3 separate regions of the Anas platyrhynchos genome follow, and all the other regions are linked to region 1. Evidence: chromatin contacts called from public Hi-C data. All regions are on one chromosome and are shown on one strand. The core of a region is the stretch at or near the end of the contact, and the rest is flanking DNA. Distances in the headings are between cores, read along the strand shown.

Region 1 (2,875 bases), core at 117-2,616:
CGAAGCTTACACAAGAGCGCTCCGTTACAGGGCACATCCTCAGCGCGAGCCCGTTCCCAAACATCCTCACACCTGCAAGTGGGAAATCATGACTAATCCTCACTGCCTCAAGCACTCTGCTGGGGTAGATCTTCCTTGAAAAAAAATAAAAATAAAAACCCTGAGCCTTCCTCTGAGTGTTGTTACAGATCTTCCTTGAAAAAAAAAAATAATCCTGAGCCCTCCTCTGAGTGTTGTAACTCTGGGTTATAAACTGAAGTTTATATTTCTAGCAAATAAAGTCGGTCGTCTTCCTCTGCCTTAACGGGCTGCCTGGTACGAGGAGATCTCTGCCATCTCCTGTCTCGGCTTGCTCCGAAGGCAAACGCAGCCGGAGCCTTCCCTAACAAACCCCGGTGGCTGCCGAGGCTTTCAGGCGGTACGGAACAGAGAAGCTGCCCCCACGGCAGCCGCCCGGGGATGCCCCGAGGGCCGGGGGAGCTCCTGCAGGGGATGGATCCTGCGCGGGGCTGCACCGCGGCCGGCCGGGCGGCGTCGCCCTTGCACAGCCCTGGCCGCCCAGCCTCGGACCCGGCCCCGGGCCTCTCAGGCCCCGGCCTCCTCAGGCCTTGTCCCCTCAGGCCCCTGTCCCTTCAGACCTTGCCCCCCCCTCATGCCTCGACGCCCTCCGAGCCCCTGTCCCCTCAGGCCTCGATGACCTCCAGTCCTCAGCCCCCTCAGGTCCCGTCCCATCCTCCTGAGCACTCAGTGCCTGAAGGACGCAGGCTGCCACCTCCTACGTTACCCTTAATTAAACAAACGTTATCAATGAAGTTTTCCTGCTCCTCTTCCTGGCTGTATATTCTGCCATCTCTCACTTTATTTATTTTGTAATTCTTCCTAGATTTTATGTTTTTCCAAGCAACACAGCTCCCTGACACGTTTCCGCAGGCAGCCCCCAGCTCAGAGCGGGGCAGCGGGAGGCGTTGGCACAGCCGTGCCCTGGGGAGCCGTGGCAGCACACTCCTAATGCATTAGAGGTGATCTCTGAGGCAGAGATCAGCCTGGCAACCACACCGAGCTGGGTACAGCACTACCACAGCTCGGCTTTTAGCGCCGGTATCGATTCCCACAGACCAACACAGCTTACAACCAATCTATGGCTCATCGGCGGCGACTGCCTTCCACATGCCGCCCCAAAGGCTCCTCTTGTGCAGACTGTGGCTGCTGCCAGCCACCTCAGCACACACCTCCTGCCTCAGGCTGAGCACCTCAGCCCTCGTCATTGCTCAGAAAAACACCAGGGCCTGCACACCGAGCCTGGCTCCCACCTCAGCCCCATCGGCGTGACAGAATTCAGCCCATCTCCTCCTTATGTACCTACCACTTTGCTCCACTTGGGGCTTTACGGGTGTTTTCCTTGCTTTCAGCATTTGCTTCTTGAGCAGAGCGAAGACCTTGGACTGCTGACTTTCGGAGAGCACTCCCATGTTCCTGAGCAGCTGAAGCATCCTGTGCAGCAGGAAAGGCTTCAGCTTGTGCTGTGCCAGCTTGAGAGGACTGACGTGAATTTTGGGCAAGTTGACTTCCCGATCACAGTGATAAAATCGGAAGAGATTCCAGGCCAAGCTGGGTCCAAAGGTATCCATTAAAATATACCTGGAGAGTTTAAGGAGCATGTCACAGGACAACTGCTTTTCTTGTGATTTCTGGCCCAAGTTCTGGCTCAGCAAACTTCTGCTGTCCTTGTGACCGAGGGGAGAGCTGCTTCTGAGCAGGCTGGAGAGTTTGTGTGAGCCCACAGTCCCAGGAAGGGTTTTCTTACTGTGCAGCAGTCCTTTGTACTCCATATCCCACCAAGAACTGTTGGGATTCAGGCTATGCCCTGAAATAATTATAAATACAGCAAAACCTATTAAACAAACAGTGAAGAATCCTGGTGGGCTTCTTTCTTTTATACATAAATATGTACATAGACACGTTTATGAATATTTCACTGTATCCTTGGATACACTACAAATTGTTACACTACTTTGACAAACCAGCTGTGAGGTTCTACAGGTCAAATCCATAGAGAGATTTAGAAAAAGGCAGATTTGGGGGTACTAAAATGTGATAATTTTTTTTTTTCTTTTTGGTGGTGGTTGTTGTTTTCTTTTAATTAAAATAATATTTTCCCTAAACATTATGGAAAATACCCTTATTAAACATATACACTCCAGAGTACACAAATTCCTTAAAAAAAAAAAAAAAAAAAAGACCAAAACGGTATGTTCTATGGTATGTTCTACTCCATATAATTTTCTGAAAAACATTAAGAAAAAAAGTGATTCCTATTAAAGACTCTAATAGCCTTTTTCTTACATGACTAAGAAAGGAAAATTTACATTCCCACTGTGCCATTCCCATTTTGAGCCCAGCCCCAGGGCCTAGCACAGCCTCCAGGTTTCCCAGAGCTATAGGCTGGGTCTCAATTAAAGGCTCCATTCTGCTTCCCAGGTGCTCTCCCTGGTCTCCACCTGCTGATCAAAGCCATTATTACCCTGATGTAACGGGGTTAAGCTGGGGCTCAGAGGCCACAGCAGCCTCCTCCTGTAGATGAGGTACTGACTGCTACAGGAGACTCTCTGGAGCTTAAGTTTGTATCTAAGGCAGTGCTCCCTACGCAGCACTCCTTCATCCAGGCAGAGCCTGAAGGTTCAATTTACACCCTGAGAAACGATCAATAAAACAATTAAATTCAACATCGGTAGGCTGGGACTTCTTAAGTCGGACTGCAAACATCCTGGAAAGCTCTACTAATTAAAAGGGACAAGGAAGGCAAAACTTGGCTGCATCATGCCCGGAGTGTTTGAAATAGTTAATGGCTTAACATAAGGACATACTGCTAAATGCT
Region 2 (2,875 bases), core at 151-2,650, 91 kb before region 1:
GTGCCACTGGAGGCACTGGTGTCAGGGAATAAAACTGTGCAACTTGAGAGCATTTAAGTCCTTTTCTGTCTCTGGGGCTGGCAGCTATGTTAAGAGCCAGACCCAACCTCTAACAAGATAAAAGGGTGCAAGCGCAGCCCTTACACTATTACACTTTGCCTGCAGAAGCCCTTTGCTTACTTCAGCCTCCCTGCTGTGGCCTGCTTTGGGGAAAGAGTGGGAACTCCCAGGTGCCGCCAGCCCAGCAGAGCAGGTCTGCTGATATGATACATCTATAGAGATGTTCTATCTACAAAAAAATTAATATAACACCCTTGTGCACGTGTAATATCCCTACCAGCTCATCTCAGAACTGAAAAGAAAGGAGAGTGAACATGCACAGTGCATCCTTTATGACAGGCAATGGGGAAGACAAAGTTAGGTGGTAAATCTAAATGAAGACCTTTCTTTAATAAGAAGCCCCAAAAACATCACAATTATTCTTATCAGCTTCTTTGGGAGCAACATCATAGCTCTCAATCAGTGCTATACATTAAGGCTTTTCCAAACCAAGCTGTGCAGAACACTTTACCTCCCAGAAATCAGTGTCAGGATAGGTCTTTTGTCCTTGGCTGAGGCTGGAGTGGTTTTAACGCCATTATCGATGATCATTCCAGCCTAGAAGAAAAGGGAAATGCAACATTACAGTATATTTATTCTATGGTTCTTTCAATTTCCAGGCTCTGTCTCCAGTTGTCCTAAGCCAAAGCTTATTGCATGATTCTAAAAACTGCTTCTGTTAGTAACATACAGTATCAGGACTTGTATACACTCCCCAAACTGCTGCAGGCTAACAGAAACTGGACGATTCTTGTGAATGTACCCCCACACCCATGAACATGCTGCCGCAGTTCCAGGCCCTCGGTGATGAGCATCCCTCACCGCACAGCCCCACAGCACGGGGGTAAATAAGGCAAGAGCGAGAGAAAATGATCAGACACGGCGGCTGTATTTATCCCTCTAGAAGCTGTTCAGTTAATTGCTAACATTGGCAATTGGGGTCTATAATTAGACAAGCTGCCAATAGATGATGCTCCTTGAGGAGCTATTTTAGGAGAGCAGCAGCACGGAGCCTAGTGCAACTGAGCGGAGAGAAGAGCCCCAATGCCCAAGAGCCAAGTTGAAGCGGGTGCTGGCTGACTCCGAGTGCTCCCACGCCAGCATGCGAGCTGCTTTATCTGCAGACACAAACAAGCTTGCATGAACTTTTAGTGAAACAGAAAGCACAGGCATTAATAGCTTGCAGACCCAGAGAGCTGGAGCGAGAAAATGGTGTTTTTTGGACGGCAGCATTCCAGTTGCGTGCAGACTCACCCGGTAGTTGGAATGCGCGCGGTTGTTGGAGAATTTCCCCATCGGCATGTGCTCCGAGTAGCCGGGGGAATACATGCCCGCCGAGGGCCCCGTCGGCACGTGGTGCAGCACAAACCAAAAGCCTGTTTCCTGAGAAAAAGAACCAGCAGCTGAGCCTTCGCTTGAACCTCTTCACTGGTCTGCATTAGCCCGAGGATTTATCAGTAAACCCACAAGACATAAGCCAGAAGTTTTCAGGACAAATCACAGCTAGCAGCACTGACCTCTCTACTACACTCAGCAGAAAGTTGAACATACACACACACACACACACACACACATCCACAGTCACACTCCTACCCAGCATCTTTGGGGTGCTTTAAGTTAAGCTCTGTATGGAGCTTATCTATATAGAAGATATATGCAAGACTTTCATAATTCACCAGTGTCCTCCCGTCAGTATATGTACAAGTCTTAAAAATCAGGTCAATGTTATTTACCTGCCTAAAAACGTATTTAGGAACCTGAATCCAGGTAATCAGATTTTGAAGGTTTAGAAAGACTCATCTCATAAACAAAGAGATGCATTTGCTTAAGAGACGCATCTCTTTGTTTAAGGATTTATTTATTTATTTGTCTTTGTAGAACAATAAGAGCTCCTACTGAGACCAAGAATTCCTGTGGAATTAACATTAGGGCTGATTGAAATTTCAGAGGAACATTACTGTACCGCAATCAACAGAATCATTGACAAAGACTTCACTGGCACTATGCAGTCAGATTTATTTCATTTATTCAGGCTGCACACTGTGCAGAGGGTGGGAATTTTTGTTAAATCCATCCAGCTCTAGAAACAGCAAGTGTGGAGAAACAAGAAGTGTGCAGCAAAAGGAAAAGCATTATTTTTTACTGGCAGCACTAACCACATTAATATATGTCTCGATCTAGCAGTTTCAAAAATGCCTGAGTAACAGAAGCAGGTTTTGTTCCAAGCAGAGCCTCAGCCTTGCAGGGCTCGAAGTTCTGAATTGTAACCAAATCAGAAACTTCTGTACTCACTTCAGATCCCGCAGCTGCACAGTTTATAAGGTTGTTGTGTGGGTTGGCTATCCAGAAGGTGGATACAGCGCTGCAGATGAGGAAAACAAAGAACGAGATGAAAATGACACTTTGAGCACATGCCAGAATCACAGCTCAGCTCCCCACAGTATAGGTATGGCTGATAATGCCCCAGATAAGGGGTCCTGCCTAGGGCAAAGGGGCTGTTTTTTTTTCTTTCCCTTCTCATACCACATTTGTCCTCTGTGGTTTGACAGAGAACATGGCCTTATCTTTTAAAACCCCTGAGTATTAAATGAGGAATTTCTATTGCAATTCCAAGCCTGCTATGAAGCTGTCAGGTGTCAGTCCTGTTTTATGATAAGGTAAATATGTTGTTGCACAAGCTACAGAAAAGCACTTTGCCTCCTAATAAGCCTCGGGTTCATTAGAGGTTCTTTTAATCAAGGGACCCGATGAATTACCTCTAAAGGCTTTCCAAGTA
Region 3 (2,875 bases), core at 205-2,704, 92 kb after region 1:
CATCTCAGCGAGTGCCGTGATGCCAAGCTGCACAGTATAGCGGAGTCTCGGAAAAACATTCCCAGAGTAAACACAACACAGTCTGCAGTCCCACTCTCTGAGCTGTGGACTCCTGGGAACAAAGTACAATTAAGCCATCCTAGGACAGATTGCAGCAGTTGCCTTTTATTTTGCAGGCTTGGTTTTGCATATATAAATCATTTTGGAAACAAATACGGGGCAGCAAAAATGAGGAAATATCTATTTTGATTCACAGCACAGACAGGGATGATTAGCTGTCTGATTTCAGGCCATGTTTGTTTTCCATAAACAGTTCAGTTGTTTAAACAAACACTTGGGGTACAAAAAAACTAAGCAAATTGATTCTGATGATGGGTTCCAAAAGGCTGAAAGTGCCACTCTTCTAGCCCAGGTAGGTGCCACGTCCAAACACCTTTCTCCAGGAGCAAGTCAGGGAACACACAGACACATCCTAGCTTTCTAGTAGTTCAAATGCCAAAGCCCCAGGGGGTTGGTTTTACAAGTGGAGCTCCCAGCGTGCATCTCCACTAGTAGACTGCTCCTTCAGCATGCACTTTCAGTCTAACAGGTTGAGATCTTAAATCCAATAATTTCCTCTAAGTTAAACACTTGGAAAAAAAAAAAAAAAAGAAACACAAGAAACAATTCTGGTCAGACCAGACACAGATCTTGTTTTAGAAATAGATTTTTATATTGGAAATAAAAAAAAATATTTATTACAAAACAAAACACAACAACAACAAAAACCGCCACCTACCAACTATAAAGCAACAGCTTTATCAAGACCAGATCAGCTCCTGCAGTTGCTGGCTTGGAACTCAGGAGGCTCCAAAACCTCTGCTCAGTTACACAGTGACGAAACCCTGCTGTACTCCTAGCAAGACTTTTCTTTAGAAGCAGCTCCATCAGCTGCAGAATGAGACACCCACTAATTCAACTGACTTCTAACAGATCCAGTGACAGATTTTTGAAAGTATTTATTCAAAGACAGGATGATTTCATTACCCTCATCATATAAGGGGTTGGATCTATCCCCATACTTGGGGATATTCCATCAGATCTCAACTGAATTGTAGGAACCCTTCCCACTTCAGCCTAGTAGGAAATCACATCATCAGCTTTCATAGGCTGTAAGAGGATACCCAGGACTACCTAACGGTATGATCACAGTGAAAAAGAGGCAGGAGTGTTGATAACTTGTGTGCTACTTGTTAACACAGAGACATAATTTTCGTTTTGGCTAACAAATGAAGCCAATATCATGACAGCTGGTTGGCTGCTGGAAGCTCTCTGCTAGTTTAAAAAAGCCTGGATTGAGATCAATGGGTTTGTTGAATGACGTAACAGATAAGTGACATCTCTCCTGGTGCAGCCAGGCCCTGGAAGCATTGCAAGATAATGACACAGAGAAACAGCTATGCTGCAGGATCTTACAACGCAGAAAAACCCTACTACAGATTGCAACAGCATCACAAAACGTGGCTAAAAACAGGCTACCACAAGAATCTGAATGTGCATTTACATTGCTAACAGCAAAAGTAATGCTTCAGTTCTTTCAAAACCATGTACGTGAGCATCTGAAAGGCACATACTTCACGTTGGTGTTGGTGCAGATGATGTACTCAATCTCGTCAGAGTAAGGATTCTGAAACGTGAAGCTGCTGGTTCTGATCAGCATCCACTCCCGGTTTTTGGTGCGAAAACGATACATCACAGACAGGACCTGACCTTTCAGTTTCACAACCTGCAAAAGCATTTGGAAAGGTTAATAAAAGGAGATTGCTACCTGCTGTGCAGATGAATAGTAAACAGCAGTAACTGGTGTGTTCTGAACTTAAATTACATAAACCCATGGACACAGCAGGAAAATTCTTAATTCAAAGAAAATAACCAAAATCTGATTCATGTTTGAAGTTATCTCCTTCAGAGTCAGCTCCCCATGCTTTGTTATGTAAAATGTCCTTTCCAGCCTGCATATAAGCAGAACAAAGATTCAGGCACCAACAGGTTGTGCTGTTATCCCAACAGGGAAGCTTTAAGAAGGTTTTAATCCCAAACATTTATCAAGAGAGATTGACAGAAACCATAGAGAGGCTTCTTTTAAATATTTATGTATATATGTGCATATCATAAACTAAATATTGCAGCTGAAACAAAAGTCCACAACAAATTTTTATAAGGTTGGCTGTTCTGCTTGGATACCTGGCTATACGATTCATGTGTGACACAGCAAATCATACAGTAGCATCAAAATTTAGTACAATATTTAAATATATATATATACTTACACACACTTAGAAACTACATATGGATGTTTTTGCTTTTTTCCCTACAAACATTACAAGCCCAATAATCTTTACCCTAGTGCCTAAATCTTTCTCGAGATCACTAATATCTGATCCTGAAACACTCTGAGCATTACCTGCTGAGTGCCTCTACCTATCAAAGCCTTCTGTATCCACGGGGATTCTGACATGTATTTCCCTGCAAGATTTAACTCTACCACTCCTCCCCCATGGGGTGTGACAGTCTTGCCACACAAAGCCAACAGAAGCACTCAGTCACCACAGTTTTGGGGCCAGCTCACTGACACAAATGGAAACTGATGGTGGGTTCTGGGTGTTAATTCAGAGGTAGCTGAGAAGCAAACATTTCTGTGGATTCAGCCCTTTTGGTCTCAGGGCATTAACCTCTGTCCGAGGGGCGTGCAGACGGCCTGGGGGCCCTTTCAGCCATCCCAGCATGATTTGGAAGACCTCACCAGTCATCCTTCTCCAGCATTACTTGAAGGCAGAACCACTCCAAGACAAAAGACCTCAAAGTGCTATTCAGGACAGCTGTGTTTTCTGTTGCC

Evidence for each region. Hi-C and Micro-C count contacts between places; a contact is called where the count stands out from the background.
Region 2: a Hi-C map of skeletal muscle shows a contact between it and region 1, with 2.1 times the contacts expected there. The contact joins the enhancer-like site here to the promoter of CEMIP in region 1. A contact is called at or near these places in 3 of 8 Hi-C or Micro-C datasets (liver, skeletal muscle and subcutaneous adipose tissue).
Region 3: a contact with region 1 is called in a Hi-C map of skeletal muscle, with 2.5 times the contacts expected there. The contact joins the enhancer-like site here to the promoter of CEMIP in region 1. A contact is called at or near these places in 4 of 8 Hi-C or Micro-C datasets (F1 follicle, liver, skeletal muscle and 1 more).

Annotation. Positions count from the first base shown.
Region 1 is chr11:16,411,987-16,414,861 of IASCAAS_PekinDuck_T2T, forward strand. CEMIP (cell migration inducing hyaluronidase 1) reads right to left here and starts at 1,367. Exons shown (of 29, transcript XM_021277341.4): 1 at 1-1,367. It overlaps LOC101804475 (cell surface hyaluronidase CEMIP2-like), which reads right to left. Exons shown (of 24, transcript XM_072043237.1): 3 at 1,364-1,864.
Region 2 is chr11:16,320,806-16,323,680 of IASCAAS_PekinDuck_T2T, forward strand. CEMIP (cell migration inducing hyaluronidase 1) reads right to left here. Exons shown (of 29, transcript XM_021277341.4): 15 at 2,392-2,461; 16 at 1,354-1,482; 17 at 572-657. Among named protein-coding and RNA genes, the nearest start is that of MESD, 36 kb to the left of the region's middle. Within about 2 kb of position 1,401, at least 2 of the 8 cell types and tissues checked have an H3K27ac peak or open chromatin away from gene starts, as enhancers often do.
Region 3 is chr11:16,503,542-16,506,416 of IASCAAS_PekinDuck_T2T, forward strand. It overlaps ARNT2 (aryl hydrocarbon receptor nuclear translocator 2), which reads right to left. Exons shown (of 19, transcript XM_072043463.1): 12 at 1,614-1,765. Among named protein-coding and RNA genes, the nearest start is that of ABHD17C, 52 kb to the left of the region's middle. Within about 2 kb of position 1,455, at least 1 of the 8 cell types and tissues checked has an H3K27ac peak or open chromatin away from gene starts, as enhancers often do.